2 separate regions of the Mus musculus genome follow, and region 1 is linked to region 2. The links are chromatin contacts, called in public ChIA-PET maps. All regions are on one chromosome and are shown on one strand. Each heading gives the region's core, a stretch centred on a gene start, on an enhancer-like site or on the middle of the called end of the contact. The rest is flanking DNA. Distances are from core to core; before and after follow the strand shown.

What was found. ChIA-PET counts read pairs in DNA pulled down with a chosen protein or histone mark.
Region 1: a contact with region 2 is called in an RNA polymerase II ChIA-PET map of memory CD8 T cells, with 5 read pairs. The contact joins two enhancer-like sites. A contact is called at or near these places in 3 of 39 promoter capture datasets (hippocampal neurons and liver), 1 of 115 datasets of contacts at active chromatin or transcription factors (memory CD8 T cells) and 1 of 9 other capture datasets (liver).

What each region holds. Positions count from the first base shown.
Region 1 is chr12:33,130,554-33,134,988 of GRCm38.p6, forward strand. All of the region lies in intron 4 of F730043M19Rik (RIKEN cDNA F730043M19 gene), which reads right to left. Among named protein-coding and RNA genes, the nearest start is that of Atxn7l1, 14 kb to the right of the region's middle. Within about 2 kb of position 1,393, at least 79 of the 459 cell types and tissues checked have an H3K27ac peak or open chromatin away from gene starts, as enhancers often do. A contact at or near this core is called in memory CD8 T cells, where this site is marked.
Region 2 is chr12:32,632,777-32,637,155 of GRCm38.p6, forward strand. No RefSeq gene overlaps it. Among named protein-coding and RNA genes, the nearest start is that of Gm33380, 53 kb to the left of the region's middle. Within about 2 kb of position 2,600, at least 43 of the 459 cell types and tissues checked have an H3K27ac peak or open chromatin away from gene starts, as enhancers often do. A contact at or near this core is called in memory CD8 T cells, where this site is marked.

The DNA of each region.
Region 1 (4,435 bases), core at 143-2,642, 500 kb after region 2:
CCAAGCCAGGCTTCATGGAGACAACATTCACCCAGGAGATGCGGGAAGGTTGCTTAGGAGACAAGGCGGCTCTAACAACCGAGTTAGAACAGTAAATAAAATTGCCATCTGTTGAGTTCTTAATATGGGCTAGGCACCGTGCCAAGCGTTTTACAAGTGTTAGCTATCTCCTTTTTAAACCTGCTTAAATTGTGGAATAAAATACTCCTGGATTAAAGTGTTCAAAACAAATGCATGGTATAAGGAACAATCACAGGGCAAACAGTGCAGTTACCTCCAGGGTCAAGTCAGAGCATCCCAAGTCCTGGAGAATGGCCTGTTGGGGGAGCGCCCCTGTGGGCTCCCACCCTCTCCTCTCTGAGAGGCCCCACTGTGATTTCATGCCAATCCCTTCTTGTCTTTGGACTTTTCTCAACATGTGATAGGAAATGCAAGCTACACCGTTTGTAGCTTAGTTTTGTTTTCAGATGCTATGTCTTCTTGGGGGTTGCTGGAGATTGAGCCCAGAGCCTTGGAACATCCCAGACAAGCACGCTCCCAAGTTTCCATCTCATAGTTCAGGGCTGTGTAGTACTCCAGGGGGTGGTCTCACAGGTCTCCAACCATCAGCAGCACTGAGTTCCCCAATACCATCCTTCCAGTTGGGATCATCAGATTTTACAAACTGATGAACATGGATCCTATTTAGCTAGAGCTTCAATGGTGATGAAACTAATTTTTAAAATACTTAAGTTATTAATATATGCTATCAATCAATATATTATTAAGTTATTAATATTAATGAGTTATATTTCATGCATTCATCTGTCTTTTTTTGCCTCTTTTGCTGGGTGTTACACAGGTGGTTTCATGTGAATTGCTCTGTATTTTCCTTCATTAATGAGGCTGCCCCCCCAACAAAGACACACACACACTTGCAGACACACACACACACACACACACATTCACATACACAGAGATGCACACAGACACACGCACACACTCACACACACACAAGACAGACAGACACACACACTCACATACACTCACACTCACGTACACAGAGATACACACACAGACACACACGCACTCACCCATATAATACAGATACACACATGCACACACTCAAGACAGACACACACATAACACACACACACAGACACACACAGAGACACACACAGACACACAGACACACACACAGACACACACACAGACACACACAGACACACACACACACACAGACACACACACACACACACACACACACTGCTGTGTCTGTGCCTCTCCTGTCAGAACTTCCGGTTCTCTGCTCCATCCTTTTGCGTCTGTCTTTTTACCTCCTGCTCTTGTCGGTTTCAATTCTGGACACATGTTCTCTAGTGGTTTTGTATTGCACGTATTTTCTTCCGTTTCCATGCAACTACTTAATTCTCACAGTGGTTCCAGGAAGTAAAGGTTACCGATATGGCAGCAGAGAGGCCAGGTCACCCCAGACTCAGAGATGAGCTCTTCCTGCTCTGCTACACTCAGGCCTGCCCTTCCCAATGCTCCCAGTGCTCCCAGTGCTCCCAGGCTGCAGCCCAGCAAGAGCACCCCAGGGAGCCTCTCTCTTCCTCTTCCTTCTTCCTTCATCTTCGGCTTCCTTTTAATTTCATTTCCTGTTTCCCACTTAGGCAGCAGCCTATGACCCCCAGCTCCAAAGATCACCCTAGAGCTCTCCCTCCTGCTCCACAAAGCAGTCCTGTGAGGCGCTGTGCCTTCCTTCCATGAGCAGGCTTCCAGATCGCACACACCACATCAAGGCTCAGGTGCTGTTCTGTGTGAGCAGCTAAAGCAGGGGCGGCTGTAAGCACAAGGGCCGAGTACTGATCTCAAAGCAGGTTCCCTCCTAGAGGTCTGCTTTTGTCCGGAGGCTCCCCAATTTCTATGGCCTCTCCTTTTGTCCTGGTGGTAGATCCTCTCTCCCCAATTTCTGCCATGTCTGCACTCTCTGCCAAGCCCACTCAAGCATACAGGCAGTCTAGATAACTCTTGCCACTTCTCCCCTGGCAGTCCTCACTTTGGTCTAGCCATCCCCGGCTCTCCCAGACCCTCCAAGTTCACTGCCTGAGTTGATTCTGAATCCACCATTCCCTCTTCCCGGTCCCAAGAGGGTTTGTTAGAAAGGCCAGCCTGCTAGGTCAGATTACATGTATCCTTCACCATCTTCTCCCTTTCCTAGGAATAAAATTCCAAAGGTGCTGGGTGTGTGTAATACTTCTCACTGTCATTCCTGTCTTGCTCTCAGCTCAGTTCTGCAAGAGCGAGGGCTGTCTTTCCCACAGGGCCTTTGCACACGCTGTCTGCACTGCCTGGGATCCCCTGGCCACCCTCACCAGAGCTCTGCCGATACAGCTTCAATCAGAGCCAAGGTTTTTCAAGTTTCTACACTCACAATCCCTGTTTGCCCAGGAAAGTTGTGCACAGCTCGAGAGTGTATAGGTCTATAAAATCTGTGTACAAATAAAACATTTGCAGATAATAAATCATAAAGAAATTTATTTTAAAGCAATTCTGTAGTATACATGTAATTTTTACTATTTATTAACGATTAAAGCAAGTTTGCATAATAATTCGACACCATGCTTGTTTCCATAAATGAACCAAGTCTTGGCTGGATATGTGATATTGTAGGATCTCCAGCACCTCCATCATCTTTCAGAGTGGGTCAATATTTTGATTGTATAACTGTCAATACCAAGAAGGCTGCCTCTCACGAATGCATAGTACAAAATGTTGGGAGTATGACTGGGACCCCTTCAGAATTATTAGAGATTCTGTCCTACTCCCACACCATAATCCACTGAATGATTTCTATGAAACTCAAATAACAATTCTTTTTTTTTTTTTTTTTTTTTTTGAGATAGGGTTTCTCTGTGTAGCCCTGGCTGTCCTGGAACTCACTTTGTAGACCAGGCTGGCCTTGAATTCAGATATCCACCTGCCTCTGCCTCCTGAGTGCTGGGATTAAAGGCGTGCACCACCACACCCAGCTCTCAAATAACAATTCTTAACATCAAACTTTCTAACAGCGAACAGTCAGAGACACAATAACTTCATACCCATGGGCCGAGGAAGGACGGCAGGAAAACACTCTGTTTTCCACAGTTCCAGCCTGGCCTGTCTGCAAGAGCAGAAAACTGCATGCACAGTGGAGCACTCTACAGCAGTCGTAGCTCAAATCTGAGCTGAGCCTTCCCCGGCAGGAACCATCAGCACTGAGTAACGTCATACACGGTGCAAAATACGGGTGTAGTGTTCAGAAGAAAGGCTTTGTGAGGGCCTGTGATGCGGCAACCCCGGGAGCACTGGGTTGTGTGGCTTAAAACTACTTTTTAATTGTTGTATGTTCAGTGAGCTTTTAATACGGCCAAAGCCTTTGAGACCTTCAGATTTAGCCTCATGACACCACATGGGGTCACAGCACACACTTTATGAGGCCTTAGACTACTTCCTGTTAGGCTGCTTCACATCGGCTGAAGTAGAGGTTAGAATGGTTCATTTAAACAAGTGGCTGTCATTCCCATTGGACAGGATGGCCACCCCTGACACCCGTGTTGCTGGGGGTGTAGGACATGTGGGCTCATCATAGCAATGTCTCGATTAAATTACTCAGTCCCCTTTGACCCACATTCACTTTTATGTGTTTGCCCTTTAAAAATGCGCCCATAGGCTACATAAAGACATGCTCGGTAGTTTTCTTTGCATGTTATTTATAGTACAGACAAGCTCTACCAAGAAGACCACAGTTACACTGTGCTGCATTCATAATGTAGACTACTACTCAGCTCTTAAAAAGAAATGAGTATTTGTGAACAGAGGGTACTCAAGACATATTAACTAAAAAGCAAATTCAGAAGACTATGATTTTTGTTTGTTTTTTTGAGACTGGGTTTCTCCCTGTAGCTCTGGCTGTCCTAGAACTTGCTCGGTAGACCAGGTTGGCCTCTAACTCGGAGATCTTCCAGCCTTTGCCTCCTGAGTGCTAGGATTAAAGGTGTGTAACACCCACCACCCAGCTACTATATATTTCTATAATTACTTTTTTCTGTTTTATTACTACAACAATTTAATAATCGAAAAACTTTAATAATAGTGGAAAATAATAATCACACAGCAAACGTGCTGTGTCCTTTTCCAGTAAGTTCTGTGAAGTCATCGCCGTCTATGGCCCACTCACTGCTATTTCCCCAAAGTCTAGTTGGTGTTGGGAACTTGATAGGTGCTCATTAAACATTTATTAATTGAATGAATAAGTGAATAACTATCTGTTCCTATGACCCCATAAGCTGTGCTACCCAGTCACATCTCTGAAAGCAGCACACTTGCCAAGCCCCTTGAGGTGTTCCCTGATCTTGAAAGCATTGCAGATGCATGTCACCTTTGCTGACAGCTTTGTCGTGTCACATTTTCTGCT
Region 2 (4,379 bases), core at 1,350-3,849:
ATTTGATCAGATTCATTGCAATCGGACCTCCAAGTGTGTCTATTTTGCCAACAGTTGGCAATGTGGGCCAGCTTTAATCGAAGATGGAAGCGAGGCTGTACTTGTTAGATTTTAAAGGGCTGATAAGGCCATTTAATTTAATCTACCCTTCTCAGAACTGCGTGCACAGAAAGCAATTTTTCAGCTTCTAGTGTTTTTCTTTCTGCTCATGGGGTTGGGTAAAAAGTCAACCTTCTGTTCTTTCCTTGTGTTTTTGTTTAACATACTCAGGGAACATTTGGTGCCTGCAGAACCTAAAGCATTTGCAAGAGCTGGGAAAAGATCACAAATTAGCTTCAAATAAGGACAAATGCCCACTCAGCATGGAGAGGCCCTCTTGAATCCTGTGGCTCCCTGGTTGTCTTTTTGTCCATGGTTTCAGCTTGGCGGGATGCCTGGGGGTCAAGAGGGACTTTCAGGAAGCTCTATTCACTTTTGTTTTCAGCTCAACAGCACACAAGCTAATTTTGAAGAAAGAAAGAAAACGATCCAGAAGGGTTATGGTGAGACAGCACTGAGAGGAAATGGCAATAGAATTATTAGGGACAAAAGAAGAAAACAAAGGACGGTATAAATTGGCATGATTAAATACAAAAAGCACCAAACTCCAGTAAACACCACACAGCCTTAGCAGGTCTCTTACTTCTACAGAGAACAGGCTTCTCTGCTCCCTTGCTCTGACTTGAATCTTACGCTGTTTCAGTAGCTTAAGAAAAGGGTGCTGCCATATCCAGGGATCATCCCATAATTGCATACACTAGCAAGATTTTGCTGAAAGGACCCTGATATAGCTGTCTCTTGTGAGACTATGCCAGGGTCTAGCAAACACAGAAGTGGATGCTCACAGTCAGCTACTGGATGGAGCACAGGGCTCCCAATGGAGGAGCTACAGAAAGTAACCAAGGAGCTAAAGGAATCTGCAACCCTATAGGTGGAACAACAATATGAACTAACCAGTACCCTGGAGCTCTTGACTCTAGCTGCATATGTATCAAAAGATGGCCTACTTGGCCATCACTGGAAAGAGAGGCCCATTGGACTTGCAAACTTTATATGCCCCAGTACAGGGGAACGCCAGGGCCAAAAGTGGGAGTGGGTGGGTAGGGGAGTGGGGGGAGGGTATGGGGGACTTTTGAGATAGCATTGGGAATGTAAATGAGTAAAATACCTAATTAAAAAAAGAAAAGAAAAGAAAAGAAAAGAAGAGAAAAGGGTACTTCTTTATTTAGATTCACAATGGCTTTCAACCCATATGACAGTTCTGACTAATGGGCAGACTGTCTGGCCTGGATACAGAAATATACAGAGATAGTTTAAGGCCCAGTTTGGATGCAGCAGACAAAATGGTGAAAGCAGAGTGGAGTCTACTGTGGCTATGGGGCAATCTCACCTCACCTTGACTGCAATCCCACATTTCTGTTGCATCCAATGGTCTTCAAGCAAAGCACCCTCCTGCTTCCAGTTCTTCCTACCCTCCTTCATAACTTACATCTTTTGGGGAGATTTTGGGGAGGGATTCTGTTAGCCAGGGCCATGCCTTTTTAAAAGCTTCCCTGCTGATTTGCTTTCCTAAGTTCTTACTCTCCCCACCCTTCTAGCAGACTCTTCTTACAGGCCCGAAGCAGACAGATTCCTCTCTCCCGGCTGCCCATGAATCAGACAGGTAGTCTGCAAGCACCAATCCTGTGACATAGAACCTCTCACTTCCCCTAAAATATATAAGGAGGGACCCTAGCTCTGCCATGTGGGCATTACCATCTCTCCAACAAAATGCTAACTCCCAAAAGATAACTGACCTTAGTGTTGCCCTTGAACCCTAAACCCAAACACTTGTAGACTTAGGTGATTGATTCATTAGGAGATTGTGTATATTCTACAATAAACTTTACTTCTCAGTCATGACCATCTGAACTCCTTAAGGAATGGTGATGTTTTCCCCTCCTCCAGCTGGGTGATAATGATTCTGATTGGGTCTCAGAGCCAGGATGATCTCAGAGTTGGGGTCAAAGTTGAAGTAGCACTAGGCTTCTGGAAAGGGAGAGGCAACTGAACAACCAGGATGTTTAGGCTTTAGAAAATGTTCCAGAATGCCCCAAAAGGAAGACACAGAAAATCCCATGTTCTCTTAGATTCTGTGACCTCAGCTCTCTGCATGATGACACTGATAGCAAACAAGTCCAGTGTGGTGAGATACATCAGGCAGACCCTCAGCTGCTGAACAAGGAGCCAGGTCCTGCTCTTGAAGGAAGGTGCAGTGAAGTTGGGTTAGGTGTGCTTAGCTCGGTTCCGTTTCCAGGAGAAAGAGAAAGGAAATGCAGAAAGTGAAAGCCAGAAGCATACTGGAAAGAGAAAGGTTGTAACCCCGTGAGAACAGGCAGGGGTTCGTGCTTAGTTATTCCTTGAGGGTGGCAGAATTAGTTCCATTTCCCCTTGCTGGGGAGAACTGAGCTGCTAACACAGCTTGTGCCTGGAGGAAGTAGATCACCTGTCTTTCACAGGGCTAAAAGGGCAAGCTAACAGCTGCATCTCATCTTACCTTAGGAGGCAATGCAGCCTTTCTGAGTGCTCAGACAGACAGAGGAAGTGTGTTTCCTGCATAAACAGTTCTCAGCTCTAGGTAGAGTGAATAACGTTGTAAGGCAAATGGTAAGTGCTGTGCCCATCCCAAGCTTAAGGTTTACTCTGAACTCCCTCCTGGCTTTGCACCCTCTGATCACTTTCATTTCTGATTATTCATGTTACCTACACTGCTGGCATGACCCAGGACTGTTATAGTATGAGAATGCCCCTCTAAGTTCATGCATTTGAACAGCTGGTCTTTAGCTGGTGACATGGTTTTGGGGGGTACAGAACTGTCAGGAAGTGGAGATTCATCACTTCCTAACACCACTGGGAAATACATCACTGGGGGGGGGGGGTGAGTTTTGAGGGTTTGTAGCCTCACTGACTTCCCATCCTATCTCTCTTTCTGTGTGTGGATAAAATGTGACCTCTCTGCTTCTTGCCCCTGCTCCCATGCTTTCCCCATCAATATAGACTCTAACCTCATGGAACTACAATCCAAAATAAGCCCTGTTTTCCCCTAACTTGCTTTCATCAGTTTATTATAGTCACTGTTAATTTCCATATCATTTGTATAATACAGACATCCTTTGGTAGCCTCAGAGAATTAGTTTCCCTCCACCACATACAGAGATGTGCAAATTCTCAAGTATCAAGCACCTTATATATAATGATGTATTAGTAATATTTTTCTATCACTTAGATGTATATGCTCATATACTTTAATTCATCCAGATTATTAATAATACCTGATACAAGAAAAATGCTATGTGAATGGTTTTATGGGTTTTTAAAGGGGAATAATATCAAGAAAACCTAAGCCATGTTCAACAGATGCAATTCTCATACCCCAAGTGTGGACCTCATAAACATGAAAGGACAGCTGTGGTGACTATGCTCCTGATTCTGCACATATCAACTGGATGCTGTTTTGTGTGAAAGAATAGATTAAAATGAAGCCCAGGGTTTAGAATTGGCATGCTGTTAACTGCAGAGGCAGCTAGGTGGACTCAATTACCTTGGCCTTTCCTCCCACCTCTCCCATCCTTTCAGACATTGTGAAAAAGAGTACAAACAAAAATAACAAGTAATCATAAAACCTGAAAGAGAAGGAAGCCAGAATTCCAAATTAGTAAGAAAAGTAAAAGAAGCCTGCAGTGTTTCAAAGGCCCTGCATTTCTTTTGAATGTTAAAAGGCAACTGAGGTTTGTTGCTAACCTCAGCCAAGTATGGCCTGCTGTAATAAATAGCTGCCCATTCAGAAAGAAGCTTACAGACCACTTTATTCATATATATATATATATATATATATATATAGAGAGAGAGAGAGAGAGAGAGAGAGAGAGAGAGAGAAATTAAAAATATGGCTGTCTGGGAGGAGAACACAGAGTATTCTGTGTAACAGTATTTAAGAATAATAGGCCTGGACCAAGAAAACAAGAAGATTGGCTATAAAGAAAATAAAGAACTCATGGGCATTTGTGGAGTCAGATTAGAATAAAGATATCAAAGTAGAAATTTCAGAAACATACTAGTCCCTAGGTGACTTAACTGGCCTTTTATTTTTAAATGATCTATTTATTTTTATTTTGTATGTGTATTTATTTATTGTTTTGCCTGGATGTGTGTGTGTGTGTGTGTGTATATATATATATATATATATATATACACATATATATATAGTGTGTGTGTGTGTGTGTGTGTGTGTGTGTGTGTGTGCTTGGTGTCCACGGAGGCAGAAGAGAGTGTCAGATTTCCTGGAATGGAGTTATAGATGA